Regions from separate parts of the Zea mays genome. Here region 2 is linked to region 1. Evidence: chromatin contacts called from public Hi-C data. All regions are on one chromosome and are shown on one strand. The core of a region is the stretch at or near the end of the contact, and the rest is flanking DNA. Distances in the headings are between cores, read along the strand shown.

Region 1 (5,548 bases), core at 1,863-4,362:
GGTGCACGCCATCCCAGCTGACGAACTTCGAGCCGTCATCGCAGGCCGCCACATCCTTAGACTGGCAACCCTTGCTGAAGTCGTAGTTGTAGGGAGGCCCTCCGTACCCACAGCATGTCATCAGCGGCTTGTCAAAACCTGAAGAGCAGAGATGTTAAACGAGTGACCAAGGCTTTCCGAATGGTCTGACGTGTTTTGTTCGCTCACCATATTTAGTGTGGTTGGCGACAAGACCATACTTGATGGGGAACAGGTCCGTGTACACAAGCGTCGCGTCTTTCATCTGCGCACTCAGCTCGTCGCAGAGGCTGCCCAGCGCTGCGTTGAACGCAACTGCAGCTCTGTTATAGGTCTTGAGACAGCCATACTGATCAAGATCGCTGTCGTTTTTCCTTGGTATGGCAAGCTTCTGCGGCAGGCAACCCAGAGCCCCCGTCCCATGTATCCAGAAGTTTCGGCTACCGTTGCTATATAGAGTCTGGGATTTGACCCCCAAAAAAAACAAAAAGAGTACATAGATTAGTGGTGCGCCACTGTTCTTTGACATGAACTCATAAGCTAAGCAGGTATAATAAATTACTAATAAAATCATCTCTTTTATACATGTAGCATGTTTGTTCATTCACCACCAGAAAAGCATGTGCAATGAGGATTGCTGATTGTGGTATGTATTCAAAAAGAAAGTACTCCCTCCATTCTTTTTTATTTGTCGCGGTTTAGTTTAAAAATAAACTAGCCGGCGACAAATATTCGAGAACGATGGTAGTAATTGTCAAACAGTATAAATGAGAAAAAAATAAAAAAACAGAAGCTTTACCTGGACAGCGTCCTTAATCTCAGCAAGAATTGGTGGGAATTTGGCAATAACTTGATCATAGGGCAAGTTTGACAGAAGAGCGTTTACATCGTTCTGCCCTATGTCTATCATATATAGAGCGTTTTGGAATCCTTGTGCATCAATTGGACCACTTAGACCTGCATTTAACAAGTGTGGAAGGCAGTAAGTTTGCAGTCAGCTGTTCAGGTAGATCTCTCACTCAATGTACATGTAAATGGTTCTCATCTCTTGTTCATTTGTGACGGTTGATTTTATTTTGTCGAGGAATTATATTGGTTGAATATGATCAGAGTTCAACAAACCTTGATCGATGAGTTCCAAGGATCTATCTCTGAAGTACAAGAACTCCTGCACTTGTATGTGCAACGCAAATGGAACATCTCGCGGTTGCGTTGCTGCGCCAGCAATGGCGAAATTTGCACCGTTGCTGTAATTGGAGCCTAACGCCTTCAGAAATGGGCTCAAATAGCTGATGTTCAAGCTTTCGCCTGGATGCAATTTGGGGCCCAACTAAATGTTAGCAGGAGAACAACCATTTCTAGCATCAGTTAGTGATTTGCATGTACATGAAAGAGACGCATGGTCAAATTAAAATGTGAAGAAGAACATAAATCAGTGTAGAAGAACAACTCGCACAGACTTGCTCAGACTACAAGGTGAGGCCATCTCAGTATGCATTTGGCAAGGCTTGACGATCCATGCAGGCGAAAAGCAGTGGTCAGTTTATCTGGAACAAAAATGAACTCCCTCGAAAGTATTACTGCCCATTTATTTTCTCTGAGAGAAATGGGCATAAACAGGTATATATATCACCGCTTTCTTGAGATGTGCAATTTAAGTCGTCTCCTGTAAGGTGGAAAATGTAGTATGCACACCATAATATTATGAAACTATTATCAGAACAATTATAACTGTACCAGTCTGTTATTTATCGAGATATTGATATACTAAAAGATCAATTTGTATACTCTCCTTTTCTTTTATTTAAACAGAACAAAAGAAAAGGTGCTTGCTAGCTAAGGGATCATGTTGTAGCAGCCACACTGAAGGAGTGAATGAATGAATGCCGCCAGTCCTTGGAAAAAAAAAGAAGAGAAAAAAAAGGAGCTGATGCATTTGGAAAAGCACTAGCTCTGCCTCTCCTTGAAAAATTTGGGCATTTATCATCACGCGCGCACCGGCGGACCGGCCTGACCAACAACGAGCAGTCCAGCATTGTAATATAAATGCAGAAGACAGAGAGAACAGGTCAGAGACAGACTCTCGTGTCAAGGAAACAAGGCAGCTGGCGCAGAGTCTGCTGCGACCATGAATGATCACAAGGACAGGACACTAAATGAAATTAGACAGGAACAGGGACAGGGGCCAACCAATCTAGTAATTCGAGTTACGAGCAGAGCGCTTTCACGTGATAGTCCTTAATTAGCAGTGTTGCTTAGCTGAGGCAGTGTACTCTGGTTGGCAGATGGTAGTAGTACACATGATTAGCTTGAGCAACATAATACATGAGCTCCTGCACGTGATGCCGTGGTCTCAGCATCCCCACCGCATCTGCACTTTGCACGGAAAACAGATCCTGGCTGGCTGCTGATAGATGTCATGGCAAGATATTATGGGGTTCATCCGTCAGTGACTGAAGCTCCAGAAGGGTGATGTATTGGATGAGTTGTGGTATACTAGACTACTAGTGCTATACTAATTGTTAGTATCAGCCGCATGGATGATGACACAAAAGTTCAGATACGGATGGCGAAGACTGGATTAAGAACGGAACAGAATCCTCTGCAGAGCGCTGCTCTTTTTTCGGGGATGGGATAGGAATGGGGGTGGCGCCGGCCGGACTAGACTCACAGAGGAAGTCGATGGCGAGGCGGCCGTCGCAGAACCGGCCGGTGGGGCGTGGGAAGAAGGCGCGGCCCTCCGGGCGCGTGAGGTGCCACCCCTTGGCCGCCGCCATGCCGCCCGTGTCGGAGTTGGAGTCCCCGAAGTTGAAGAGCACCGGCCGGGACCCAGGACGGCAGCTGAAGCCGCCCGCGGCCGCTGGCAGCGCCAGCGCCGATGCTGCTGCTGCGGCCAGCGCCAGCAGCAGCCATGCTGCCGCCGCGGGCCGCGAGGTGGCGCGGGCGAGGCTGCCGCCCGCTGCCGACATCGGCGACCGCGCTTGACCCCTGTCCGTGGCACGTGACGTGCTGGTCGGGAGGAGAGAGAGAGATACGGGTCCTAGATAGATGTGGTCGCGCTCGCTGTCCGCGTCTGGCACTGGGTTCTGTGCCGGGATCGGGGTGGTGGCGGCATGGCTGGCTGCCTGGGCAGGGCAGTGGCATATATGCTGCTGTGGTGTGGTGTGCAGTGGGGAGGGGACGGATGGAGCTACCCATTTTACGACACGGTAACGCGTACTGCAATCATGCCAACGGGAGTGCCGTCGTCGTTTCCGTTGCCGTGGGGTGCCATGCGACGGAGGGTGCTGCCTTACTCCACGTAGTACACTGCTTTACAAAGATAAATCATTGAATTATCTCCTTTTTTGTTGTTGTTGTATTAGGAAATATCTAGTGTTTTCCTTTTTCTTTCTCGATCCATCTGGACGGTCCCACCTAGAGAATTGAACTTTTCCGTATGAGGGGATTGGATTGGAAATATGCAACCATGGTCGAAAAGAAGCGCCACTAACCTGTAATCTATCCATAGGTCGCTCTGGTTTTAAATTTGGTCAGCACGGTCAATACCTTGCCCTGCCCAAGGAACGAACAGACAAATCTCTAGTTTGTTGGTTGCGCTCGCTGTTTTTCCCTCCTACTGGTCCTTCACTGGTGTGGTGCTTCGGGGCCAGGGCACAAGATCTTGCCTCTTGTAGCATGCATGCATGCATCAGCCGACCGAAGCGTGCCGACCGGCTATAGATTTACTTAACACGTGAACCTTCGTTCTATGCGAACAGTGCACGCACGTGACCTCATCAACACAGTGTGTGTGTATATATATATATATATATATATATATATATATATATATATATATATATATATATATATATATATATATATATATATATATATATATATATATATATATATATATATATATATATATATATATATATATATATATATATATATATATATATATATATATATATATATAGGGAAGAGGTAATGGAAGCCCTGGGCTTCCGTTAGTGGGCGAAGCCCCAGCCAGGAGGCTGATCGGGTCGCGTTCGGCCCACTGGACGCCAACTTACGTCAGCCATGCATAGGATAGCCACGTATCCCGGCTGAGACGCGACATGCGATATACGCACACATAAATATATGTACAAATGTGTATAACTCATGCATAAATGGAATCTTTTATGCCACGAATCACGGGAAACGAATATTTGCATGTGCTTGCCGGTTACGACTGCATAACGCTGTGATACATGATAGCGTAAACCATGCAAACATTTAAAATCTCCCACCGGTTTTAAGATAAGGAAAGACGTGTTCTTCGTGCGCGTAAATAAAGGCGCAGTTACAGTAGGAAAAAATACGCACGCATAAATCATGCATAGAAGGGATCTTTTGTACCTTGACTCACGGAAACGAATATTACCATGTGCACACCGTTTACGACTGCATAACGTTGTGTAACATGATAGCATAAACCATGCATTATATAAATTTTGACCGGTTTGATATAAGGAAAGACGTGCTGCATAATCGCGTAAATAAAGGGACAGTTACGGTTCGAGGAGCATTAGTAGAAGGAAATAAATTTTAATTTACAGCCGCAGTTCGCGGGTTCTGCTCGGGCGGATTCCAGCGTAAAACGTGAGCTAAAACATCGTAAATGAGTACGAAATTTAGCGTAAATCATATATCTGTTTTGTAATAGCAAACGAAGCCCAAAATTACGGCGTAAAAATCGCGTGCACCCAATCGTGCGCGGGTTCTGGCTAGGGCAGATTCCGGCGTAAAACGTGAGCTAAAACATCATAAAAGAATACGAAATTTAGCATAAATCCTATATTAGCTAAAACAGCGTAGACTGATCACGTTCGATCGTGCACGGATTTTGGCTTGGTCAAATTTCAGCATAAAACGTGAACCAAACAACGTAAATGGGTACAAATTTTATCGTACATCATCAATCTATTTCCGAACAATGCTCCTGAACACCACCTCGCTGCCGCTCTCGCACTCGTCGATGCATCGCTCAAGCTCCTCGTGCTTCTCCTGCGCGACATCGGCCGTCGTCGGCGTCTCCGGCTTCTTGGCGAAGGCAGCAGCCACGAAGGTCGTCGGGGCCTTCTTGTTCGAGCACGACGACGCGGCGGCAGACACGGACGCGACGGCCGAGAACACGGCGGCGGAGGCGGCGGCGCTGGCGGCCGCGACGTCCATGAGCGCGGCGGCCATCTCGGCCTCCTCGGCGGTTCCGCTCCTGCCGAGCCCAGCCCCAGCAGGCAGGCGCGCGACGGACCTGGCGGCGAGGCGGGCGAGCTCCCTGTGGAGCGCCACCATCGCTCGTTCCTGGTGGAGCGCCACCGCCGGTCGCCTGCCTCGAGGCGACACCACTGCTGGCCCCCAGGATCACCGCCGCTCGCACGCCCGAGGGAACCGCCGCCGCCGCTAAAACCTAATTCCTGGCGGCGTGGGGGTGTTTTTATAGTGTCGGCGTGGGACTGAGTAATTGTGAACGCGTGGGCCGGATCCTAGGCCTGATGCA
Region 2 (6,102 bases), core at 1,051-3,550, 210 kb before region 1:
GAGCAACTGAGCAAGATACATACCAGAATCCACAGGAGCTACACGGCCAATGGCTGCCTCGCCAAAGTCAGGGTCCAAGACCTCCTCAAATCCTTCATTGTTCTCATCAAGTGGTACGGTCCTAATCTTGAAGCTAGCTGGCATCAATCCTTGCCCAGGGCTGTAACAATCAACAGTTTTCTCCCAGCTCTAATCATAAAAGAGAGGATCAATCAGTGACCAGCTCAAGAAAAACATCACACAAACAAGCCACCAGAGAGGAGTTCATCAAACACAAAATCCTTGTTTATTCAGTTTAACAAAAAAAATATTAGTGTTGTGTTGCCTCTTAGTAGTATAGATCAGTGTTCTTAAGGCGCCTAGGCGAGCAAGTGCACCAGACAACCGCCTTAGCGCCTAGGCGGCGCCTAGGCAGGTAAGACGAGCAAGGCGGCCAGTTTTGCCCGAGCGCCTGGACGCCTAGGCGACACCTTAAGAACACTGGTATAGGTCTTGTTACTGGTATAGGTCTTGTTACATGGTCATAGTCTGTTTGAATCAACTTTTACAGTCTTAAAAAAAAGAAAACATTTCACATTCCTTTCATCATTTTAGCATTGATTATTGCAATCTATCTAGTTGAACAAAAGAATTACAATTGAAAAAGGCGAGAAATAAACGGCCAGAAATGGTAACAAAAATACTTCAGCTAGAACTAAAAGAATTACAATCTATATAGTATTTTTATGATAATTGCAAAGTATAGTATTGTAAAACCATAGTTTTGACAAACATGGTTGCCTGTTTACTTCCAATCACAACTCCGCGAAAACAAAATCTTGCCGTACACGCCATTGACACTGTTGCTAACTAAATACTTCAGCTAGAACTAAATTCTTCTGGAATTTTAATTTTTGACCAGACGAGGAACTAGTAAGCAGGATCGGGATCAGCTCACCTGAAGCTGGAGGGTGTGGAGGAGGAAGTTGCGGACGATCTCGGTCTCGCCGCGCATGAGGAAGGCGAGCGCGGAGGGCACGAAGTCCCTGATGAAGACCTGGTCGTAGTTGAGCATCTCCGTGCACTCGGGGTCCTCCGCCGCCACCGTCCCCACGGGCTCGCCGCAGTAGCTGACGACCGCCCTCCGCAGCAGCCTCCACGCCTCCCTCTCTGTCTCCGTCTCCTCCCTCAAGGGGACGGCCGGCGCCACGGCCTCATCGGTCTGCAGCGCTGCCGCGTCCTCCTCCTCCTTGGAGGGCGGGGTCTCAAGCGGGAACGAGTCGGGAAAGAGGACGCGGTCGAAGAAAGGAAGGTTGCCGGAAACGGCAGCGCGGGGGTCGGAGGGGACGGGGGCTGGTACAGGGGTGGGAGGAGTGCCCGGGCCGGCCTGCGACTGCGACGCCGCGGAGACGAGGAAGGGGAGGCGCCGGCCGTACGGGGGGTGGTGCGGGTGGGGCAATCTGGGGAAGAGCGAGGTCGCGGTGCCCGCCGCCGTCTTTGACGCCGCGGCGGCGGAGGCGGACGAGATGAGGCGGCTGCAGCACGGCCTCACTGCTACGGCGGCGAGCCCCATCGGGGTTTGACCATTCATATGGCAAGCTCCGGCGAAGGGCACGGGCGCGCGGCGGAGAAACCTTGAGGGATCTACACGCAAGAAACAGGCAAAGCTAACTTGTGCCAAATATTTGGTCCACGAGTGCTCGTTCTGCGGAAGTGCGAAGGGCCGGTTCGGTTTGGGTTAGGTGGGGACTGGGGAGCATAAGGCAGAGGAGAGCTGGGAGGGAGCCAGGCTTTTTTTTATAGGGGCTGTTTGATTTCCTTTTCTCGGAGCCTGGCCACCGTGGCTTGTATATTTGAGGAGGCAGGCTCCTTTTAGGCAGGTCCAGCATGTGCAATACTGACAGCAAGAGCCTTTCTTTGGTGGGTTATTGACTTGTTGGAGCTTCTACAAATCAGATATAATTTATGTTTGGCTGCATTTATGAGTATATAAAAGTGATATAAATAAAATTAATATTTAAATTTATATAACAAGTGTGATCAAGTTTTGTTCCTACCATGTTAAAAACATAAAAGCAAAATCAGTTTGATAATTAAATATCTTAACTAAAAGATATATAATAAAAGAACGAGTTTAAAGTCACCCGCTTTCTATGGGCCTATGGCACACCAGGCTAGAGAGCCTCGCTTGCATCTGTTTTCCCAGGTCAATGATAGTGTACATGTAACCAACCACATAAAAATGCTAATAATGTTATATACCGCCGGCGAGGTCTAAAATGTTGCAAGCAAAAGCAACCAGACAGCTCATAAAAGATCGCGCGGTAGCTGGTGGGGTCCACCTTGGATTTAAAGGTCACGTTTCTGAAGTTTTTTCCCTGCATGCAGCATGCCCATTGGCTAAATGGAGAAATGGTGGTCATTGTCCTTCTTTTGGCTGTAGGGCTGGATGAAATTACCATCGTGAAAATCGTGTTTGGGTAATGTATTTTTCTCATGCTTAGAAATTCATGGTATAATTTTAAATTAGCACCGTGTATATCTTTTATTTACTATATTAAATCATCAGTTTCAACGGTCGTCCCGTGTCAATATTTTTTAAAAAAATCCTACATTTCTTTATAATCAACCCGCAATTTTATAATCTCTTCTATACTGCTATAATAGGAGAGTTTATGTAAAAAAATAAGGTGAAATTATGTATAATTGAGTGTTCTAAACCTTGTTGTTGGCACTATATTCACCTAATCAATAGAAAACATATATTTTGTGCTTTATTAAAACAAAATTTATCGTATGTTATATATATATATATATATATAGTTTATATATTTGAAGCCCTGGCCTCTTTCTAACTAAAGAAAGCCCTGACCACAGAACAGCCGACCAGGTGCGCCTGCACGCACCGCACGGGTCCGACCTCCATATTGTGCATGTGTAACCCCCACGCGCACACACACAAAATCCACCCATCGAATTGTTATCACACCCAGCCACAAAAACCTAACCGCTCTCCATCCCACATCCGTCGTCGCCATTCCTCCGCACGCATCGCAGAACCCGCCCTCGCTGTCTCCATGCACGCCCTCGCCGCCACTCATCCTCCTATCCCCATTCACCTCATCTCCCCCTCGGACGACGCAAGGGGTGGTCGCCGATCCCTCCCTCCCAGACATCAAGAATGGTGTCGTGCCCTGGGTCCAAGAAGGGGCAGGGTGCTGGAGGAGTGATGAGCTGCTCGATGGCGATGCGCGGACGACGAGGAAGGGCCCCTGATGCAGCGAGAACGAGAAGGTCGTGTTCATCAGCATCGTGGTAAGTAGATCCTGCACATTCACTCTGTATGGTTGCTTTTTGTTTACGTTTTTTTCTTGTCTTGTTGGATAGATCGAGCTTCTTCGTGTTAGGAGTCTTCAAGTCTCTAGGTATTGAATTAAAGAACAGGTTCAACTTTGCTTTGTTGGGAGTCCTAGTGGGGAGATATGCTAGCAGGTAATGGCTCAGCTTGGATCATAACACTGACTGGAATTCATTTGTGGCCAGGTCCATGCGTGGTTATTGTGTGGAAATTTTCATGACAAGAAAGCTAATATAAAGGGGATTTACTTGCCTAGTCCAGATCTGCCAGCTTTCCTTGATATGGTTTACTGAAAGATCTGACGTGCCTTGTCAAACATGGTCCCAACTTTTCCTTGCGAAATTTACGAGTTGGCATTGTATCAATTGGAAATCCTTTTTGTATAGAGGGCATCACAATGAAACTAATCTGTGTCTTGGACTTGGCATGTTCCTTTATTTTGGTGAACTTAGAGCTAGGAATATTTTCTGTGCGAACCGGGACACTGTTTAAGGTCATTTCAATTAGTTTTTTGTAGCCCGCTTTAGATTTACTTAGTTTGTTATTGTTTCCTTTGTTAGAAGATAGAATTCCTCTAATTTTAATTACTAGATTTTACATTTATTTTTAGAATTTTAGAAATTTGTATGGCTAACTAACACCTATGTAGCAAGTGTTACAGAGATGTTAGTAACCCATTTTTTGTTGCCGCTAGCTTGTAGTCTTTTTGATACTCCAAAAGTTATTTTTACCTCTACCATGTTAGTTGCTGGTATTTTATCTGTCAAAGCTTAGCTCGGGTTTCAATTGTATGTAGTCCTGTAATTTGCAACCAATTACAAACCCTGGCAAAAAGGATGTTCATGTAACACTACTTATTTATTTCATAATATGTCTTCTAGTTGCATACTAGACTTATTTGTGTTTCTAGTTGTATACTAGATAAATCAAACAGATTTTTTGAATAAATCTTACCTTTAGTTGTGCTTGCAAATCTCGTATCTCCTTTGCAAATAAGCCGAAATCTTGGTACAAGACTAGGATTGCTGTTGAACCATATTTTGTCTTGACATTCTATTTCTTCTGCATTATTTACTGTAGCATATGTCCAGTAAGCTTTATGTCTCACAAATTAGACAAATTGGGGTTATCTACATGTACACTTTGTGTTTTGTTTTTGATCCAGTCTTGAATGTTCTACGGCAAGCAAAATTTATGACCTGATCAACTATGTAAGGAGTCCATCAGTGATAATATAAGAAGGGAGGACCTACAATTCTGATGAAAAAGGTTTGATCATGAGTTTTATTTCATTACATATATAAATTGGGTGACAAAGTTAATTCAGTAACCAGGACATAGTGAAATAATTACGCTTACCTATTATAATTTTAATAGTATATCAAGCCATCAAGTTTTTACAGTCTATTTATTAGAACTGAATCATAATTGGTTTGCGCTACTTTCAATTTACAATATTTACAACTAGCATTACAAATACTGAAAATACAGTTGTAGTTACAACCTTGTCTCCATTATGCGTGTGCGCATATACATTGCTACCTCTACATTTTGCATTTGAGTGAAGTGATATGTGGTAAATTAAATAACTGCAATTTATACGACACTGTTTGTTGCTATATCATGCATCTAGTAATAATGTTTGTACTAATGTATTCATCATCCATGACACCACGACAATTTTCAGTTCTTAGGTTGGAATAGCAATCTTGTTTGAGGAATGGTCTTGCTTTCTTGCTGATGACTAGCTCCAAATTTTTTTCCCACTGTAGACAAGCCTAAGGATACAACCAGGTGGTGTTATGGATTCACGACCTTATTTCTTTCTGTGAGATCTTTAGAAATCTTTCAGGGAATGGAATGCATATGGGGCTTTTCTTCCATGTTAAATGGCAGTGGCTCTGTCATATCTTTCTACCATCCACTATTCGGAGCTTGATGTGGAGGGTGACGAAGAGTCGGTCTCGTAGTAGACCACCTTCTTCATCTTCTTCTTCTTGTCACCTCTCCGATGCGACTTGATGGAGGAAGAGGATTTCTCCTTATGCTTGTTACCGAACTCCCTTGAAAGAGTCCTCCCCGAGCTTGCGGCCTTTTCGCCTGTCATGATCTCCCTCTTGGCGTGATCTCCAGACATCACCTTGAGTTGGTTAGACTCTTAATGAAGCACTGGCTCCGATACTAATTAAAAGTCGCCTAGAGGGGGTGAATAGGTGAAACCTAAAATTTATAAACTTAAACTTGCACTAAGGCCGGGGTTAGCGTTAGAATTAAATACGAGTGCGAAAGATAGTTCTCCTTGCTTAGAGTTGCTCAATCAATGCGGATGACCTTTAGGAGCAAACTTAAATCAGTATGAGCAAGGGAACTTTTAGAGAGGGAAAAACAAATCAAGTGAAGATTAACAAGTGAACACGATGATTTGTTTTACCGAGGTTCGGTTCCAAAGAACCTAGTCCTGTTGAGGAGGCCATAGAGGCCGGGTCTATTTCAACCCTTTCCCTCTCTCAATCGGTCACTTAATCGGTTGAGTGCTTCTTCTTAATCTCACGGGTCACTAAGACCCCTCAAGGATCACCACACAATTTGGTGTGTCTTGCTTGCTTTACAATTCACTTAGAAGGTTGAGAAAGAGATGAAGAAAGCACGATTGTGAAAACCAAGCAACAAGAGCGACAAATAACATACGGGTCACACTCTCTCAAGTCACTAATGATCACTTGTCTAAATTATGAAACTTTGAGAGGTTGAAAGCTTTGAGTGTG

The links. Hi-C and Micro-C count contacts between places; a contact is called where the count stands out from the background.
Region 2: a Hi-C map of endosperm shows a contact between it and region 1, with 5 times the contacts expected there. The contact joins the promoter of LOC103650144 here to the promoter of LOC100285863 in region 1. A contact is called at or near these places in 2 of 25 Hi-C or Micro-C datasets (endosperm and leaf).

What each region holds. Positions count from the first base shown.
Region 1 is chr3:61,132,481-61,138,028 of Zm-B73-REFERENCE-NAM-5.0, reverse strand. LOC100285863 (alpha-L-fucosidase 2) reads right to left here and starts at 3,112. Exons shown (of 5, transcript NM_001158753.2): 1 at 2,690-3,112; 2 at 1,141-1,326; 3 at 818-975; 4 at 208-478; 5 at 1-138. The coding sequence starts at 2,987.
Region 2 is chr3:61,338,811-61,344,912 of Zm-B73-REFERENCE-NAM-5.0, reverse strand. It overlaps LOC103650144 (neutral/alkaline invertase 1, mitochondrial), which reads right to left and starts at 2,300. Exons shown (of 6, transcript XM_008675791.2): 1 at 938-2,300; 2 at 24-189. The coding sequence starts at 1,570. LOC103650143 (a long non-coding RNA gene) reads left to right here and starts at 2,823. Exons shown (of 3, transcript XR_002268359.2): 1 at 2,823-3,294; 2 at 3,367-3,404; 3 at 3,523-6,102.